2 separate regions of the Mus musculus genome follow, and region 1 is linked to region 2. The links are chromatin contacts, called in public promoter capture Hi-C maps. All regions are on one chromosome and are shown on one strand. Each heading gives the region's core, a stretch centred on a gene start, on an enhancer-like site or on the middle of the called end of the contact. The rest is flanking DNA. Distances are from core to core; before and after follow the strand shown.

Region 1 (5,490 bases), core at 1,705-4,204, 1.7 Mb after region 2:
GTTCCGTGTTATAATGTTTATTTTATAAATTAGACTTAAGCCACTTATATTTGTTCATTCATTGAGCAAATATCACAAATACCCACTATGAACAAAGTACTCGGGGTTGATGTTAGTCAAGGTCATAGACTCTCCAAGATGGCAAAGGCAAATAAGCTTTGTGGTGCCAACGTCGAGAAATTCTGCACTGGGCTATGGAGTGAAACCAAAGACAAATAGTGAAAGTCCAGCACAGAACCTGGTAAGGAGCTGTCAATCTGCAGGGCCGTGGGTGCTACTTACAGAACAGCTTGCAAATATAGAAACACGGGACATCACAGAAACACAGGAAGGATGACGTAGAAATGGCACAACAATGGTTTTGTCGGATTCGGGGGTAATGGATAGATTGCTTTTTTACATCTTTGATAGGCATAGATGAAAGGATAACTTTAACATTATAAAAGTGGCTCATCTTTAAAAACTTTTTAAAAATGTGTAGGAGTGTTTTTGCCTACATGACATGATTGCCTAGTGCCTGCAGAGACCAGAAGAGAACACTGGATCTTCTGGAACTGTGAGGCACCAAGTAGCTGCTGGGAATCAAACCCTGGTCCTCTAAGAAGAGCCGCCAGTGCTTAACCACTGAACCATCTCTCTGGCCCCTATCCCACCTGACAGAAACTAGTGGAAGATGATGAGCAAGGTCTGGTTTTGTTGACTATTTCATCACCAGTTCCTACAGTGTGCTTAATAAACACAGTCAATCTTCATTATTTGTTTAGACTTAGCAAATGCTCAAGTACCCTACACTGAACTTCTAGGGAAAATTATAAGGTCAGGTTCCTTTAAGACTCTGTTCTCAACATTTTCATCAACCAATCCACATATAATCGTGTGGTTCTATGGTCTGCATTTAAGGACATACTATTTGAATAGATATGATGAAATATACTTTCCTAATATATAGAATATATCATTGGTTTGTTACTATAGACCTCACAGCCAAGCATACTGCACACATCAAGGAAGTTCGTCTGACATGATGTTCTCTGCTAAGCACATTACAGCTTTCTCTTGTTTAGACTGAGCTTCAACAATACACTTATGGATATCATAAACCAACAGATAAAAAAGAGGGGGCACAAAAAATTCAAAGAACCATGGAATTAAGTAGACCAGGAAAGGAACACGTGTTTATATTACAGGAGCTGAAACAGGAAGGCAGAGTCAATCCTGCGTCATCCAGGTGTGTACTGGGTTCATGCGTGTTGTGGAACTTGTATTTTCGCTTATCTAAACACACGTTCCCATGAACAGAAGAACTATTGATTTGGGGATTTTAGCAGTAAGTAAACTCATATTTGACAAGTCCACGAATGAGGATCAATCAATGAGCACACCTATAGAACTGATTCTTGGTTGTTGTCACCTTATGATAAACATTTTTCCGTATGGCTATTAGTAACTGTCTTTACTGAGATTGTAAATTAAGTAAAGCAAGGGATTTCTATGGAAAAAAAACACACCAAGGTTAATACACATATCTGTACATACCTGTATGTACTATACGAACTTTCTTTTTTAATAAAGGTACTTTAGGGAGCTTTGGAGGTAAGGGTCTTCGCAGAAGTAGTGGATGCTGCTGGGTTTTGAGTGAGCGATAAATGCTCTTTTTCATAGCTGCTGGTTAAGTGAGAACTGAACTTCCTGAGAACGAATCGTTACTGAAAAGAAGTGGTTATCACTTAGAAAATATCCTTACGGAAACCATTCTGAGTTGCTATGATACTGAGTTTAAGCAGGCTAGCATTGTAAGGAGGGGGGGGGGGGAAAGAGTAAAAAAAATCATTTAAAATTTATTTTTGAAGTACTTTTAAAATGGCATATTTTTAATACAGGCTTAAGCATGGAGCTTAAGAAAGACAGAGAGGCATTCAAAAAGTTTAACGTTTTCTTTCTGTACTGGATATTGAAACTCTGGTCTCATGCAAGGCCATATCACTGAGCCAAATCCCCCTGCTTTCCAATTTGCTTAAAATTAGAAGTTGGGAAATACATTTGTAAGCCCAACACTTGAAAGCCTGAGACAGGAGGGTCAGCCTGGGCTACACGGGGAAGGGTGGTTTCTTTTAAAAATTTAGATTAATAATTAATATAGATAAAACATATTCTATTATTAATCTAGACCTTGCTAACATTTCCCGTGTGAGTATGAAATTCAACCAGCCAACGCTATTTTCAGTCAGTAAATGGTGACCTCTCTCCCTGCAATATAGGCATTGGCATTTCATTCACTACCTCCCAAATATTATCAGTATAGACTTAGAAGGGATTTTGGAAAAAAAAAAAAAAAAGAAGGTAAAGGCCTCTGAAATCCCACAGTATCTAACCATACACAAACGGTTTTCTTGTATGGCGATGGCTTGTTTTAACTCTCAGCTGACTTAATTTGTCCATAATTATGCAACTCCAAAATAAGACAGGCTTTTTAATACAATGAGATGTTCCAGGATGGCGGGGAATCCCAGAGAATAGGGAAATAAGGACACCAGCTGTCCTCCGCCCCCCCCCCCACGCCCCACCGCCCAAAATAAGTCTTTGTTTTCAGGGCAACCTCAAAAGTGCCTGGCACAGTGCAGCTCCGCGGAATGCCCGGCAGGCAGGGAACCCTGGTGCGGTGCAGAAGAGCGGTTTACCCGCGAAAGGTAACTGCAGGCCAGCGCTCGCTCCTGATTTGTCGGCTGGTAGCGCGTGCCCGCCCGCCACAAGTTTCCTTTTCTAGTTGGTGGGGAGACCCCATCACCACCCCCCAGTCCCCAAGTGTCCAGCTCCTACGGACCCTGCCTTCAAGCACACAGACCAGATTTCCCACGTCCATCTCCTTTATCCCTGAGTCCTGGCTGCCAGTGACTGTCTAGCGAGGTCTCCAGTTAGGTCTAATTCCATGTTTGTGCTGGACGCAGCTCCTTTAGCAGCATCCCCAAGCCCTGCTACAGCCGAATTACGCTCATAGTAAGGACCACCAACTAGTCCCCGCCCCCCAACACTTCCCCACCCCCCCGCACCCGCACACCCCCCCCCCCCAGCTAGCCCGGTAAGAAGCGCAGGCGCACGAGGGTTGGGCACGTCGGGAACTAGGGGCGGGGCATTGAGCCCCGCCCATCTGCCCCGCCCACTCGATCCACCCACTGATTTCGCCACCTTAGGCCAGTGGCCCCTAATTCTGCTGCGGGCAGCGCAGGATGCCCGGAGGCTGAAGTGGTGGAGCCGGGAGGAGTGGCTCCACGTGTAGCTGTACGGAAGGCTGTGGTGACAATCGTTATTACTATTCTTACTCTTAAAACAGTGGCCACTATTATTTACTTACTTTTCTCCATGACTTGACACCGGTGTCTGGAGACTGGGTTGGCATTTTCTAATACGGCTACACTTTTGGGCAGCTGGCCACCGTTACTCATTTTGCAGTAAAACCCTTGTCTCCAAATCGCACGTTCTGTTTTCCTTCTTGTCTCTTGGGTGCAACCTGGTTTGTCTTTCTGTTTTTAAAGTTCTTGGTGGAAGTGGAACTGTGTGGGAACCGAGAGCTGTAAGGCAGTGAGTGGTTCCAAAGCTCTTTAAAAGGACACCCAGGTCTCACTGTCACGGTGGTTGGCTGTGATTACCGGTGTTGGTGCTGTCTCCATGTTCAGTGGTAGATATACCGCGCTTGTTTGCCTGTATGTGCTTGCTTCTCTGGAGATTTGAGAACGAAAACTGGAAAGAACCTATTACAGAGACGGGAAAATCCAACTGAGAATTCAAGTAAGGGGCACTTCCTTCCAGTCACCTCCCTTAAGTGTTTCTCTTCTTAAATAAGGGTGTGGGAATTTCAATAGCACCTTGGGAAATCAGAGACTTCTAGATTCGTTTACTAACCAAGTCTTCCTTTTTCTCCTAAGAGCAAGCATATATTTTGAACCAATGGGAAAATAATTAAAGATGAATCTGGGTAATGCTGTACAACTGTTGTCCTGTGGTGTGTTGGTTGGTGGTTTTGTTATGTAGATTACTTTGTTGTTTACTAGGTACCCTTTCCAAACCAGGGATTTTATTTCACTTTCGTCTGTGTTTGTTTTACATTGCTTGGTTTCCCTGAAAGACAGGAAGCAGACAGAAAGGCAAATCTGGTGGCCACGTTTGTCTCAAGTAATGTATATTGTTCATTATTTTGTAAACAGCAGAAATGTTTCTATTCTTAAGGATAAAGGTGTGGGCAGTCTATTCTTAAAAGCTGAGACCTACTGGAATTCAGTTTCAATGACAGATGTGTTTCAAATGTATGCTTAGCTTTGCATAGTCAAAAATCAAGGCAAGTGCATTTGTTAATTAAAAAAAAATGCTTTGTCATTCTTTGCAGGTTTCTTTTGGCAACTACCATGCCAGACCCAGGGCAGTTTAATATGTAACCTCAGCAGTTGTCAGTATTTTGTTTTCTATAACTATTGCTGTAACTATAGTTCCAACCATTTAGAGAAATGAAATAGTAATGAAAATTAAATCCCTGGTTTGATAAGTCTTCTACGCCCATGTCAGCTATTCTACCATACCTTACACATTTTCCATGGGAATGACAGAAGCATGGGATAAAATTGTGAAAGCCTACATTCCACTCAGTTCTGATTACTTTAGCACTTCTTGTATTTAATTTGTTATTTTTGAAAGTACGGCTACCTCACCTTCTCCTTCCTTCCTTCCTTCCTTCCTTCCTTCCTTCCTTCCTTCCTTCCTCCTCCTCCTCCTCCTTGTCTTCCTTCATCCTGTTTATCTCTTGGAAGGGAGGGTGTTCCCGCTTTGGCTTTAAGGTTCTATTTCACCTGGTGTACAGTTCGGTACCAGTTTAAGTGTCCCCTCAGATCTGCCATTTGGCAGAAGCACTGCAAGCCAGAATGAACCACACTGCTTTTGTTCTGTTAGTGGCTTGTGCAAAAGTGGCTTAAGTTCACAGTGAGCATCAAGGTTATAGGCATCCTGCATCATTTTTGTTGTTGTTGTTGCTAAAATAAGATAAAGGCCTCATGCAAAAACAGAGATGTGAGCACCCAGCAGATAATGCTATTGACTGTCCTAAGGATGGAGCAGGCTCAGAGGACCTCAGATTTGCCTTTGGTAAAAGGATGCCACTGTCAGATGATGTAAAATGTGTGCTGGCATCTTCATTGTCTTGCATAGAACTTGTTTTGTTTGTTTGGTTTTCCTTACAAACAGGACAGAAGTTTGCTAAATGCTTTGGACAGTCTAGGTCTAAGCTAGCATCTTACTGTGTGAAAATAACCGGAGATATTTGTATTCTTTTGCTTGAGTTACTTTTAGAGGATCCTATAAAGAATGAATAGTTACCTTTGAGTGCATATTGATTCTCTATTGAGTCCTCAGGGCACTGAGATGCTTTTGAGAAAAAGCATTTTTTTTCTTGGCCTGAGTTTACAACTGTTGATATTAGTTGTGCATACTGAGAGAGAGTGTCTGTAT
Region 2 (5,492 bases), core at 1,813-4,312:
CTGGTTCGACCCTTGAATCTTGACCCCCCCCAAAAAAATAATTTAAGGTAAAATAAAGCCAAGCAGTTATATTGGACATACTTAGGGCTTCTATTGCAGTATTTGCACACATACTTTCCGAAAGGTTCAAAGAAAGCTCTGAATACAAAAATCAAGGACTGCTGTCTATACCATAGTATATCCTTATCACTTCAAACTGACTTTTGTCACACAGATCACGATATTATGATTCTTTGCTACAGCTGTCCCCCTAAAGGCCGAGTGTCAATCAGGATGGGTCTGAGAAGATAAGACTGTCAACTGAAAAATGTGGACGGAAAAAAAAAAATAATGCAAACTAGCTGGGATAATGTAATCAAAAGAAATAGCTGCTGGAACAGACAGCTAAGGCACAGAGTAGTTGGAAACCGTAACGGAGCTGTGGGGCTGCTTCCAGAAGGGTCTCATGCAGGGTGGGAGACAGCAGCAGAAGACAGCGGTGTAAATGGCCCTGTGTACGTATGTTACATAAGCCCCTGACAGGAGACAGCAGAATTCTTACAGATACCCACGGGGCACTCCTCAAGCACAGGCTGTACAAACAGGTCCGTGGCTGCTGTGTAAAAGTGCTAAAGGGCTTTCTTTCCAAGTTCTCAAACCAGCTTGGTCCTCTTGACCAGAGGAAATGCCCCAGGCAGAACACATTAAGGCTAATTCTGTTCCCAGCCCGGGCGGTCGGACAAGGTGGTTGCCACACAGTGCAGCCCAAAGGAACATCAGAACATTATGTAATCACTCCGCAGCTCTGGGATGAGATCAGTTCTCTCGCTAGGCAAGCAGGCTTTTCCTTTATTCCACCTACTCCCATTGTAGAGATACTGTCCCCACTGAGAAAAGGCTTCCAGCTTATAGCTGGAAAAAGAATTCATTCTCTCTCTCCCTCTCTCTGTATTAACCAAACCAATTTAGCTGTGACTTCTGTGTGGCTATAGAAGAACACAAGCCCTCACTGCTTAATTGAAGTATCTTCCTTTGGATAGAGAAATCAGAGAAATTAAGAAATAAAAGCAAAGTGTACAGCTATAGACAGTTACTGTGAAATAAAAATTAAATTATGGTGAGCATATGAAAAATCCTTAAGAGCTCAAAAATAAGACTGCTACTTCATAAATGGCAAGACTGATTCAAAGCTCCCCTGCAAAGTGAATTCTGACGTTTGTCTGAGAGTTTGAAACCTTTACAACCCTGGAATAAAAAACAGAGAAATGACATCATTGATGCTTGCTTAGCGTGGGAGGAGTTATAGTTTTAGAATTTAAAGACCATATACCTATATAATATCAGTGAGAATGTATATTTGAAGCTGGGCATGGCTGTGCACACCTGTAATCCCAGTACTTGGGGAGGAAAATGAAGGAAGGGCAGAGTTCAAGGCCTATCTGGGCTTGAGGAGACTCAAGGTGTCTCCACAAACAAGATATAGAGTTGTTGTGATTGGGTGCTTGACTATGGGTCTATTCTAGATTAAAATGTGCATCCGGACAAAAGAGATATGATAATTTGCTATGACAATTTTTACCTGTGAATTCTAAACATGTTTTCAAGACCAAGAGTGTTTGTACTAGGTTCAGGAAAACAATACTAAAACCAGAACCCTTAATCCTTTTAGGGAATCAGCTCTCTCATCTCAGGGGAAGACAGTCATTTAAAAAAATCAACATGATGTTTGCTTTTAGCTGGAACGTTTCCAGAAAACATGTCCAAACAGCCCAGACTGCTATTATATATCCAAAAATTTTATAGGGTATTAGTGGCCTGTTTCTTTACAGTAATTTTCATTAGATCATTAAAAAACAAACAAACAAAAACAAAAACTCTCCTTACTACTTGTACCATGGACACAAACGACTGATTTTAAGTCAAAACTAAAATTACCCAAGTGACAATAGGTATTAAAAAGTGTTAGTGAAAAACGAAGCAGCACCCGCTGTTAGTATTCATAGGTATCAAATGTCAGAAGCCCTAAAAAGGCAAAAAGAAAACTTAGGCAAAAATTATATTTATATTTAAAAGAATATTACTGTACATCACTTTTAAAAATTGAATCCAGTGACAGCATCACTCAGTGCTAACCGGGGATGTGGTAACACAAAGGTTACCTATTTTGTAGGGATGGGAGCAAATTCCTATGTTTTGGTTCCAGTTTCACTTATTCAGAAGTACCCACAAAGAGGCTGATAAAAGTCAACTGTTGGGTTACATGGGAACAGCCACAATAGCAATTACTTTCACCTGGAATATTTGTTACAATAATAAAATCACCAGCCAGAAACTACTCCCAGTATACTGTTGTCTTCTCTCTCCAGACCCCAAGGTGTTCACCTGCCAACACCGAAGGCCATTTGTAGGCAAGGGAGTTTGTAAAAGAAAAGGGCTTTTAAAAAATGAAGATGCTTACAGTTGCTGGACTTAGTCCAAGTGCTGTTCAGCCTAGAAACGAAAGTAGGAAACAACAGAGGTTTAGGCTTGTTATGATGTCAGCCATTTTAGGCACAGTATTTATACTGGAAAAAAAGTGCCAAACTCGGTGGTGGCGGTGCCTGTCGCTGCAGGTTCCCGGGCTACCAAGCCAAGTGCAAAGCCGCGGGACCTCGTACACCTGTGCAACTGTCCCCTCGGGGGTCGCCAGGGCCAGGACCCCGCCCCGCTCGCTGCACACACACACACCACGGTACCCGGGAGCGGAGGACCGTCCGGGAAACCGTCCCCGCCGCCGGGACCCCGCCCGCGACCCCAGCCAGGACCTTGCAATCCACCGCCACGGCATCCGGAGGGACGATGAGCGCCTCCTCGCTGCTCTTGGGCTCGTCCTTCTTGGCCTCCTTCTGGGCCAGCGCCGAGTTGAACGTCACCTTCACCATGGTGCGGCCTGGGGCGCCCTAGGCGGCGACGGCGAAGGCTGGGGTCGCGGCTGGCAGGATCCCGGCTGCGAAGGCAGCCTTGTCGGCCGAGCTCAGGGCACGACTCTGCAGCGGAGGAGCGGACTGCGCGACAGCAGCAGCGGCTCAGTGCAGCGCGGTTTCCGGCCTCGCAGCTGGGGCGCGGGCGCAGGGCGGGGGCCCGGAGGGGCGGGGCCTTGAGCGGGGCGGGGCCTGGCTTCACGCCAGACCCTCCCTGGTTCCCCCCACCCCCACCCAGGACTCAGCGGGAATCTGGCCAGGCTTTGTGGAGGGCGCGCCTGGTTGAGCTAGGACTTGTTGCCCCTCTGGGCTGCCTGGATTTTCCGGTTCTGAATTTGCTTCCAACTAGTTCTCCTCAGGGGCCCAGTGTTGCAAGTTGATAAGAAAATGGGGTGAACTCTGTCGGTTGGCTACGTAGGATAAGTTAACTTCTGGTAGCACCAAATTCTCTTTGATTGTGAGCCCAAAGGCCATGGAATTTTTGTGTGAGAAAAACAAACAAACAAACCCAAAAGCTCCGTTTAATCATTTATTAGTAAGCGACTTAGTAGAGCATAGGAATATTTGAAGCACTGTGTCCTAGTGTCCTGGTGATCTGACTTATCTCCCACAGACCTCACCCTAAGGTGTTGCCTGGTTGACTAAGCTGGTCTTTTCTTCCTCCCTCAGAGGTCAGTTCCTGCCCAGCCTAATCTCAAGCCAATGACCAGGAACCCTCTTCATCCATTTGTATTCCTAAAATTCTAAACTGGTAAAACAAAATGTACCAACCGAGCTCATTTGTATAAGCAAGCCAAAACAAAACAAAACAAAAAACCATATTTGCCTTAGGCCAATCTGTGATTTGTGACAACGTACTTAGGACAAGTTCTTATTTTTCTTCAAAATAAAAAATTCTCCTTTTTTGAAGAGGTTTTTGCTTCTGGTTGACAGAAGACATTGGCCCACACACTGGGTTTACAGCCATGTCTCCAGATGGTCCTTTGGTCAAATGACTGATCCTGTAGCCTTCTCCATATCCTCTCCTTGTCCACCTACAGGAGTGTCTGTTGGCCAGAAGGATTCTGCTGTGTGAGCTCTGGCCTAGGCCAACCTTGAAGACAGCAGTTGAGACCAGAGTTCTTGAGCCCCTGGCTCTATTCAAGGAGGGAATTATCTTTATTTCTTTTTATTTTTAAATATTTAATTTTTATGCCTATGATTTTTTTTTTTTTTTTTTTTTTTTTTTTTTGCCTACATGTACCTGTGCCTAAGGAAGTCAGAAAAATGAGTCAAGTCCCGTGGAACTGGGGTTACAAATGGTTGAGAACCGCCATGCGGTTGCTGGGAACCAAGCCTTGGGTCTTCTGGAAGAGCAACAAATGCTTTTAACTGCCGAGCCGTCTCTCCATTCCCATATTTCTATTTTTGCCTCTGGGACTGAGTAGGACTCCGTTTCATGAAAGAGAAGGTGAGGGGGTGGATGGTTTTATAAATAGAGAAAAAAAAAGTAAGCAGAGGAAAGCAGATTGTCATTCCAGAGTCACACTGGAAGCCAAGACAAGAAAGCAGAACAGCGGAACCATAGCTCACTGGTTAGTACTAAGGTCACACAGTGTCAGATAAACAACTGCTGATAGTTGAGTCAATAGAGTAGATGTATGAGTTGGTCGGTCCTGAAAGAGGTTATTCCTACTACAGATGAGTTTTAATAGGCATCAAATAGTATGGTATATTAAAAACAAAACAAAAAACCCAGACCCTTACGGGGAAGAAAACTTCCCCTTTAAAACCAGGAGAGACACTTCCTCAATGGTGAGAGTAAAAAAATAAGAGAAGGTTGAGCTGCCTTGAGAGGGATGGTGGGGAGCAACCAGAGGAGCCTCTTCTGAGGAGGTTTTTAAGCCATCCCAGAGCAAAGGAAATAGCAGACTTCTCTAAGTTTTGGAGGGTCTGGTTAAAAGTTTTGCATCATGTGATTTAGCTCAACATATCAGACACAACAAAGATCATGGAGGATTCAGGTACTGTTTAGGACCACAATGATGGGGGTGGGGTGGGAGTGGGGTAGGTGGGGACTCCCCTGCTAGGTATAAGAGCTTCTTAACTCAAGGCTAGGTCTGATCTCCTTAGGAGCTTGCCTTGTAAGTGTAACCTCTGTCTTTTTAAGGGTTAAAGGGGGGAGAGTTCATTAGCACGACAGTTAGAGCAAACCTGTTGGAGAAGTTGAAACTGTTGTATCTTCAATCCTAATTTCTCAAGGACAAATCATTTCCATGGTGACAATGACCTTCCCTCCATTTTGATTTTTAGAACCTCTTGCAGGAGCTTAAAACAAGGTCTTCATACAACTTTTTAAAAGAGATGTTTATATGGCCTTGTCGGACATCAATGGGAGCAGAGGCTCTTGGTCCTGTGAAGGTTACACGCCCCAGTGTAGGGGAATGCCAGGTCAGGGAAGCAGGAGTGGGTGGGTTGGTGAGCAGGAGGAGGAGGGATGGGATAAGAGGTCTTCGGAGGGGAAACCAGGAAAGGGGATAACATTTGAAATGTTAATAAAGAAAATATCTAACA

What was found. Promoter capture Hi-C pulls out the DNA fragments that hold promoters and counts their contacts.
Region 1: a contact with region 2 is called in a promoter capture Hi-C map of embryonic stem cells, with 3 times the contacts expected there. The contact joins the promoter of Lrrc63 here to the promoter of Itm2b in region 2. A contact is called at or near these places in 2 of 39 promoter capture datasets (embryonic stem cells and hippocampal neurons) and 1 of 115 datasets of contacts at active chromatin or transcription factors (astrocytes).

Annotation. Positions count from the first base shown.
Region 1 is chr14:75,127,929-75,133,418 of GRCm38.p6, forward strand. Lrrc63 (leucine rich repeat containing 63) reads right to left here and starts at 2,955. Exons shown (of 10, transcript NM_027581.1): 1 at 2,843-2,955; 2 at 1,537-1,706. The coding sequence starts at 1,660. It also overlaps a transcript of Lcp1 not described here.
Region 2 is chr14:73,382,227-73,387,718 of GRCm38.p6, forward strand. It overlaps Itm2b (integral membrane protein 2B), which reads right to left and starts at 3,063. Exons shown (of 6, transcript NM_008410.3): 1 at 2,784-3,063. The coding sequence starts at 2,900.